Linked DNA regions of Ovis aries: region 2 is linked to region 1. Evidence: chromatin contacts called from public Hi-C data. All regions are on one chromosome and are shown on one strand. Each heading gives the region's core, a stretch centred on a gene start, on an enhancer-like site or on the middle of the called end of the contact. The rest is flanking DNA. Distances are from core to core; before and after follow the strand shown. Region 1 holds the start of TSPAN15 (tetraspanin 15). Region 2 overlaps TSPAN15 (tetraspanin 15).

The links. Hi-C and Micro-C count contacts between places; a contact is called where the count stands out from the background.
Region 2: a contact with region 1 is called in a Hi-C map of hypothalamus, with 5 times the contacts expected there. The contact joins the enhancer-like site here to the promoter of TSPAN15 in region 1. A contact is called at or near these places in 5 of 16 Hi-C or Micro-C datasets (hypothalamus, mesenteric adipose tissue, muscle and 2 more).

What each region holds. Positions count from the first base shown.
Region 1 is chr25:25,007,520-25,010,757 of ARS-UI_Ramb_v3.0, forward strand. It overlaps TSPAN15 (tetraspanin 15), which reads left to right and starts at 1,467. Exons shown (of 6, transcript XM_027962432.3): 1 at 1,467-1,663. The coding sequence starts at 1,568.
Region 2 is chr25:25,064,443-25,068,080 of ARS-UI_Ramb_v3.0, forward strand. TSPAN15 (tetraspanin 15) reads left to right here. Exons shown (of 6, transcript XM_027962432.3): 5 at 66-182; 6 at 404-1,223. The coding sequence ends at 553. Among named protein-coding and RNA genes, the nearest start is that of NEUROG3, 47 kb to the right of the region's middle. Within about 2 kb of position 1,794, at least 23 of the 54 cell types and tissues checked have an H3K27ac peak or open chromatin away from gene starts, as enhancers often do. A contact at or near this core is called in hypothalamus, where this site is marked.

The DNA of each region.
Region 1 (3,238 bases), core at 217-2,716:
GCTCAGTTGATAAAGAATCTGCCTGCAAATGCAGGAGATCCCGGTTCCACTCCTGGGTCGCGAAGATCCCCTGGAGAAGAGATAGGCTACCCACTCCAGTATTCTTGGGCTTCCCTTGTGGCTCAGCTGGTAAATAATCCACTTACAATGCGGTAGACCTAGGTTTGATCCCTGGGTTGGGAAGATCCCCTGGAGAAGGGAAAGGCTACCCACTCCAGTATTCTGGCCTGGAGAATTTCATGGACTGTATAGTCCATGGGGTCGCAAAGAGTCAGACACCACTGAGTGAAACCATTCAAAGGACAGAAATGACAACTTCTAACCTTGAAGTAGGATGCCTTTGAAGCCCCAGGTTATTCATTTGAAGGTGACCCTCAGCAGTCCCTGGTTCCATGTCTCTACCCAACCTTGCAGGGTTTGCTCCCTTGTACCAGGAAACTGGCTTCCTTTCAACCCCTGGGCATGACATTGCTTCCCTCCCCACCCAGACCTTACTTGCTTCCTTCTACAGTGAAACCGGCAGAACTCTGGGGGCTGGGCCGCTGGTCTCTATCTGTCTCTGGCAGGCTTGTGAATTCAGATCCCGGGAATGGGACAAGAGTGCCATTCCCGAAGTCGCCACCAGGGACCACACCCAGCCCTGCCTTGAACTCTCATATTTAATTCCTGAATGCTACAAACATGGATTGCCTGGTTCCCAAGTCCCCAGCTGAGCTCGTCCTGCGGGGAAAGGAAAACAGCAGTGAGTCAAGCAGGGGCCGTGGGAGACAGACTCACAGCCAGGAAGACAGACTTTGACCCCAGACAGAGGAAAGGCTGGGCGGAAAGAGGGTGGGTCAGACCTGGGCTGTGTGCAAGGTCTGAGTTAGGGCTAGTGGGTGAGGGCTTCTCGGAGGAGGAGGCCATGGGGGCAGGGTTGCTACCTCACCTAGTCCCCAGTGAAGGAGAGGATCGGAGACTTGGGGGAAAGCCTCCCACTGTTACAAAAGGAACTGTGGGGCCTTCCAGGAGGGCCCTCCGCCCTACCCTGGTCTGCGGCGCCTTCCCAGATGCGACCCTCCCGCCCTGCTTAGACTGAACAACTCCATTTCCTTATTCCATTCATGGCTTGCACACTTAATTGCACATTTTTTAACGCCTTAAGCCATAAATTCCTGCTCTTTCCCCATGGTCTTCCCTCTGGACCGCAGTAGAAAGCGGGCATCTGTGTGCCCCGAATGAAGCACACTAGCTCTCTCCGTAGCGACGCTCTGCACACTCTCTCCCACGCCCCTCAACGCGCCTTAGCACCGGCGCTTCTAGATTTGCCCGCGACCTGGTTCGCACAACCCTCGCCCCCGCCCCTGCCTTGGCCTCCTCTGGGTCCAGGGCCTCCGCCCCGCCCCAGGCCCGCCCCCTCCCCGAGCGCCCATTGGCCGCTGGGGCTGGCCGGTCCCGGGCCGGAGCTGTGATTGCGGCTCGCCGGTGTCAGTCCCCGAGCGAGCGCGGGTGGCGGGGCCGGGAGCCGGTCCGGCAGCCGCAGGTGGGGCTGCTGGCAGCGAGGGACCCAGCCCGGGAGCCCCCCAGGATGCCCCGCGGGGACTCGGAGCAGGTGCGCTACTGCGCGCGCTTCTCCTACCTCTGGCTCAAGTTCTCGCTCGTCATCTACTCCACAGTGTTCTGGGTGAGTGACCCCAGTCGGGCCCCGGGATGGGAGGGGGAGAACGCACTCCCTTGTTCACCCACACGATGCGCCGGGGGGTGGGGGGATGGGGGTTGGGTTGGGTGCAGACTTGTCTGCACCAGGGAGGGGGCAGAAGCGCACAACTGGATTCTCGTCCCACTTTTCTTGGGAACCAGGAAATTCTGGCTGCTCGAGCTTAGCCTGAATTTCAGCCGCCGGGTGGGGAGCCTTAGAGCTCGTTGGCAAGGGCTACGACGAAGGAGCTCCGCGTGGCTCACCTGTGTGCACCTGACCAGCAGTTTGGTTCTAGGAGTCCACCAGCCTGCCCTGGTGCGGTAGGCTGTGGTTACCACGTTTGGCCGCTCCCGCCCCGCCTGCCGGGTGTTACTGAGTTCGCCTACCCATCATTCTGTGGAGCAGTGGTCAGGCTTTGTGGTCTGCGGTTGGGGGACCTGGACTCCTTATCCTGTCCCACTATATACCTGCCAGCGTCCCCCAGGATGCCTCCCCATTGTGCCGCTGGTTCCTCTAGGGTGGAAGGAGGTGCCTTGTAGGAGGTGTGGTCAGGCGGATTCCACCAGAAGTGTCTGAGGATATCTCCAGCTGCTTTTAGGTGCTCAGATCTTTAAAAAGCCCCTGCACTTTACCTTCTCCTCTCTCCTGTTGGAGGACAGGATGCTTGTGGTTGGACATGAACCAGCTTCAAATCCTGCCACTACCACTTTACAGCTGAGTGATAGTGGGGAAGTTACTTCGTCTCCTGAGGCCATGGTTTCCTCATGTGCCCATAGAAACAGTGATGATACTCAACTTTCAGAATGGTTGTGGGGATTAACTGAAACAGGTCAAATCCGTTGCTTATTACAGGGACCAGCAAAGAGCTCAAGAAATCCCAGCCATTGTTATTACGGACAGGGGAGCGGACCCTCCTGGTAGGCTGACCCAGTAGACTGGGTTTCACTATGGAGATTTCGGACTGGGCTGGGCCGCCTCCTAGAAATGAGGACTTCTTTCTACAGGCCAGTGCCAGCCCTGCCACTCTAGAATAGTTCCCCTGCCCCCAGTATGCCACAGGACAGACTTGCCCAGGTACCTGACACCCATCCCCTGCAAACACATGCACACTCTGGGCTCTTTCTCAACCTTCACTGAGTCTTTTCTTCTGGTGGGAACTGCGAGATCTGCCATCAGGCTTTCCTTGTGACCCCTCTGTGGATGTGACCTTACCTGGTGTCCAGATCCAGATTCTTGATTTGTTCTGTTACTGACTCAATGGGAGATCTTAGGCAAGTCACTTCCCTGTCTGGGGCCTCAGAGCTGTGAATTGACTCACCCAGCTCCCAGTTCAGTTCTCTGACTCTATGTAATGAGCAAGAGTGATGAGCAGTATGTACGGGGGCTGGAGCACAGACTCACTGATGGATGGTCCAGGGAGGCAGAAGTGTTTCGTTTTGTTTTTTAATATTCATTATTTTGGCTGCGCTGGGTCTTTGTTATGGCACGTGGGAACTTTAGTTGCAGCATACAAACTCTTAGTTGCAGCAGGTGGGATTTCCTCAGTCAGGGATCAAACCT
Region 2 (3,638 bases), core at 544-3,043, 57 kb after region 1:
GGGATGAGTGGCAGAGCCGGGACTGGGGTTGCCAGGCGGGCACTCAGCCAGGCTCCTCCCCGCAGCGCCTCAGCGTGCAGAACGTCATCTACGTGCGGGGCTGCACCAACGCCGTGCTCATCTGGTTCATGGACAACTACACCATCATGGCGGGCCTCCTGCTGGGCATCCTGCTCCCCCAGGTGGGCTGGTCCCTCCTCCACCAGGGAGGGCCCAGGGGTGGGGTGGGCAGGCTGTGGGCCGGGGTGATGTGTGGCTTGGTGATTAGAGTGCAGAGGAGGGACAAAACTGGGGTGAAGGGTGCTCGGCTATGCTGGGCTCAGACGGCGAGGGCTGGGGGGCTGGAAAGAGAGGGCGAATGGCCCGGATAGTGAGTGACACCCACCGCGCCCCTTCTCCTCAGTTCCTGGGAGTGATGCTGACATTCCTGTACATCACCCGGGTGGAGGACATCATCGCGGAGCACTCTGTCACCGACGGGCTCCTGGGGCCCGGCACCAAGGCCGGCGTGGAGGCGGCAGGCACGGGGTGCTGCATGTGTTACCCCATTTAGGGCCGTGGCCTGGGCATCGGCTCCGGAAGGACCGTGACGGGACCGCTTTGCTGAGGCCACGTCAGGGGCGGGAGGGGGTCTGGACAGGCCTGCGGCTCCTCTCAGCATACTCAGCACTGACCAAAGCCCCGGCTGTGTTTGCTCAGGGCTCCCAGACTACTGCATGTCTGGAGGCAGAGCCACCCCCCAGCTGCGGGACTCTGTGCCTGCCCACCCTGCTGGGCATGGGGAACCGGCGCCCCTTCTCCAGGCTCCAGCCGCTGGGAAGGGGGAGCTCAGTGCTGGGCTTCAGACCCACCTCATTTCTGGTAGTGCCTTGGCCTTGGGGTTTGAGCCTTTGAAGGCAGTTTTGTACTGACTTGTAATCGGGTAGCGAGGAGACACACGTGCCCCGTGGTGAAGGAGGGGAGGGGTGTAGTCCCCTGCCCCCCGTCCTTCGGCCTCACTCCTGAGGCCAGGGTGGGCCTATTTCTCAGCCTCCCAGGTGCCTTGAGCCCTCCCCAGGGCTGCTGCTTTGCTGACCTGTTTTTTTACATGATTTTTGTAACATTCATTTTGTACACAGTTAATAGGACTTTCCGACTAATCAAAGCTGGATGTTACCCGCCCCTTACAGTCTTCCCTCTCCAAGCCAGTACATTAATCAGACAATAAAGATGTGATTTTTTTCCCTGGTGTTTCATTTGTGCTGTTTAGGTCAAGGGTGGGTGAAGAAAACCTCAGGTTAGGCTTGGAAGTCCCTCATTGGTGCAGAGATTGAAGGGGGGTCATCCTGGAACCAAGATTTGGGACAGTGCAAGACACTAAGGCTGGGAGGAGGGAAGATCACCGAGGCCGCCTGCTCCCTGCTTGGAAACACCTCCCCCATCCTTTGGTGTTGCTGCTTCAGGAAATGGCTTTTCCCAGCTGTGCTTGTGGGCAGGGCATGGAGCCTCTCTTGCCTGTCATTCCTGCTAAGAATTCACTGTGGGACCTCTGGGAAAGAGACAGTGATGACAACCTGTTTTACAAACTGGGAAACTGAGGCCAAGCCACCACGGCATGAGTCTCCACTTCCAGGAAGTGAACAGATTGGAACTAGGAAAGTCAGGCGTCCAGGAGGGAGCAGTGCCCACAAATCCGCCTGTGGCCATTGGGCTATAGAACTAAAATGATTCTCCTGCTGTAAACAGCCCATTGTTCCCAGGGCCTGGGGTGGGGCTGGACATTGCTCACCATTAGCAAAGGGTGGTGGGTGCTCGTCGCCCCCTGCTGGAGATGGCAAGACCTGCATGGATCAGCCCTCCCAAGCCTTCCCTGCCCCAAGACCTGGGTTCTAGATTTGCTCTGAGGTTCTTAGCAGCCAGAGCAATAGAAATAAACAGCATGAGCCCCAAACCTGAAGAAATCAGTTTAAGAATGTTAAGGGAACTGCCCATCACACCCAGCATTTACATAGTGGCCATATGTACAAGCCTGCATTGTCTGACATGTGGGAAAGGGCGACTGCTGCTGCTGCTAAGTCGCTTCAGTCGTGTCCGACTCTGTGCGACCCCATAGGCGGCAGCCCACCAGGCTCCCCTGTCCCTGGGATTCTCCAGGCAAGAACACTGGAGTGGGTTACCATTTCCTTCTCCAGTGCATGAAAGTGAAAAGTGAAAGTGAAATCTCTCAGTCGTGTCCAACTCTTGGCGACCCCATGGACTGCAGCCTACCAGGCTCCTCTGTCCATGAGATTTTCCAGGAGGGCTATTTTTTAAAAGGATAGAATAATAACAAGCACATCAGTGAGCACACTCTGTCTCAGAAACTTGTCTAAACACAGATATCAACTCCTTTCACCCTTAACCGCTGTATGTGGTAATTCTTGTTATCTCCATTTTATTGATGGAGAAACTGAGGCAAGTTGTGGTTAAGTAACTTGCCCAAGGCACACGCTGGTAAGTGCAAAGCTCTGCCGTAAGTCTGGGTGGAATCTCTCTTGCCCTTAGCCCCTCTGTTCCACTGCCTCCGTTGCCTCGTGTGGACATATGGTACTAAGCATGACAAACCCGTGGTAGCTGCTACTCCAGCTGTCTCCAGCGGTTGGTGATTGCAGCCACCTGCCTGGTCCCCATTGTGATCCCTGCACACGAGACCAGGTCAAGCTCTGTGGCTGGTGGCCTCATGGCTGCTCTCCAAGGATTCTCTCTGTGCTCAGAGGGGGTGGCAGCTGCCTCAGGAACAGCAAGATGACAGAGCCACTGAGAAGGCTGGGACAGCAGAGTCTGCTTATCCAAAGTCACGTTGCCCTGGTACTTGTAAGCTTCTGGTTACCCTGACCTCCCTCTTTTCACCACTGCTTACCAACACCCCCAGCTCCCACTGTTGCTGCTGTGGATCACAGATCACAGATTGGTGTCCACAGGTGGCTGAGCTGCTGTGGACACTTAGCTCTTCTTTTTCTTCCAAACCTCAGCCACTCACGTCTCCAGAAAGCAAACAGAAGCCACAGAGAGGACTTTTTCAGTCCTGTCGTTGGGGTGCCCCTGATTTGCACCTTTTGTGCTTCCAAAGCAGTTACATCATCCTGACCTCTCATCACACAAGGATGGAAGAATGACCTTCAGAATGAGTCCTTTTCCCTCACCATGGCACACAGACAAAATGACGATCTTAATGCAGCCTGCAGTATCCGTGAAGCTGGGGGAGATCTGTAGGCTTTGATTTTGGACTTCTTTTGTTGTAATATATTTATAAGAAAAAACAGTAAAATGCATTAAGGAAGATTGGCTTTGTATAAAAACTGCAAATACAGTATTCTCCAAACTTATTTTTAACAGTGTATTGAGGTATATTCAACCTAAAATAAACCACACATATTTCAAGTGACAAATATATCACTAATGAAACCATCACCACAGTCAAGATCATGGACAAACCTATCATGCTGAAAAATCTCCTCTTGCCCGTTGGGGATGCTTCCTTCTCACCACCCTCTCCCTGTCCCATCTCCAGGTGACCTTGGATCAACTTTCTGTCTTTATACACTATTTTATATTTTCCAAAATCTTATATAATGGATTCATACAGCATAGACTCTTCTTTTTGTCTGCATTTATTTTTG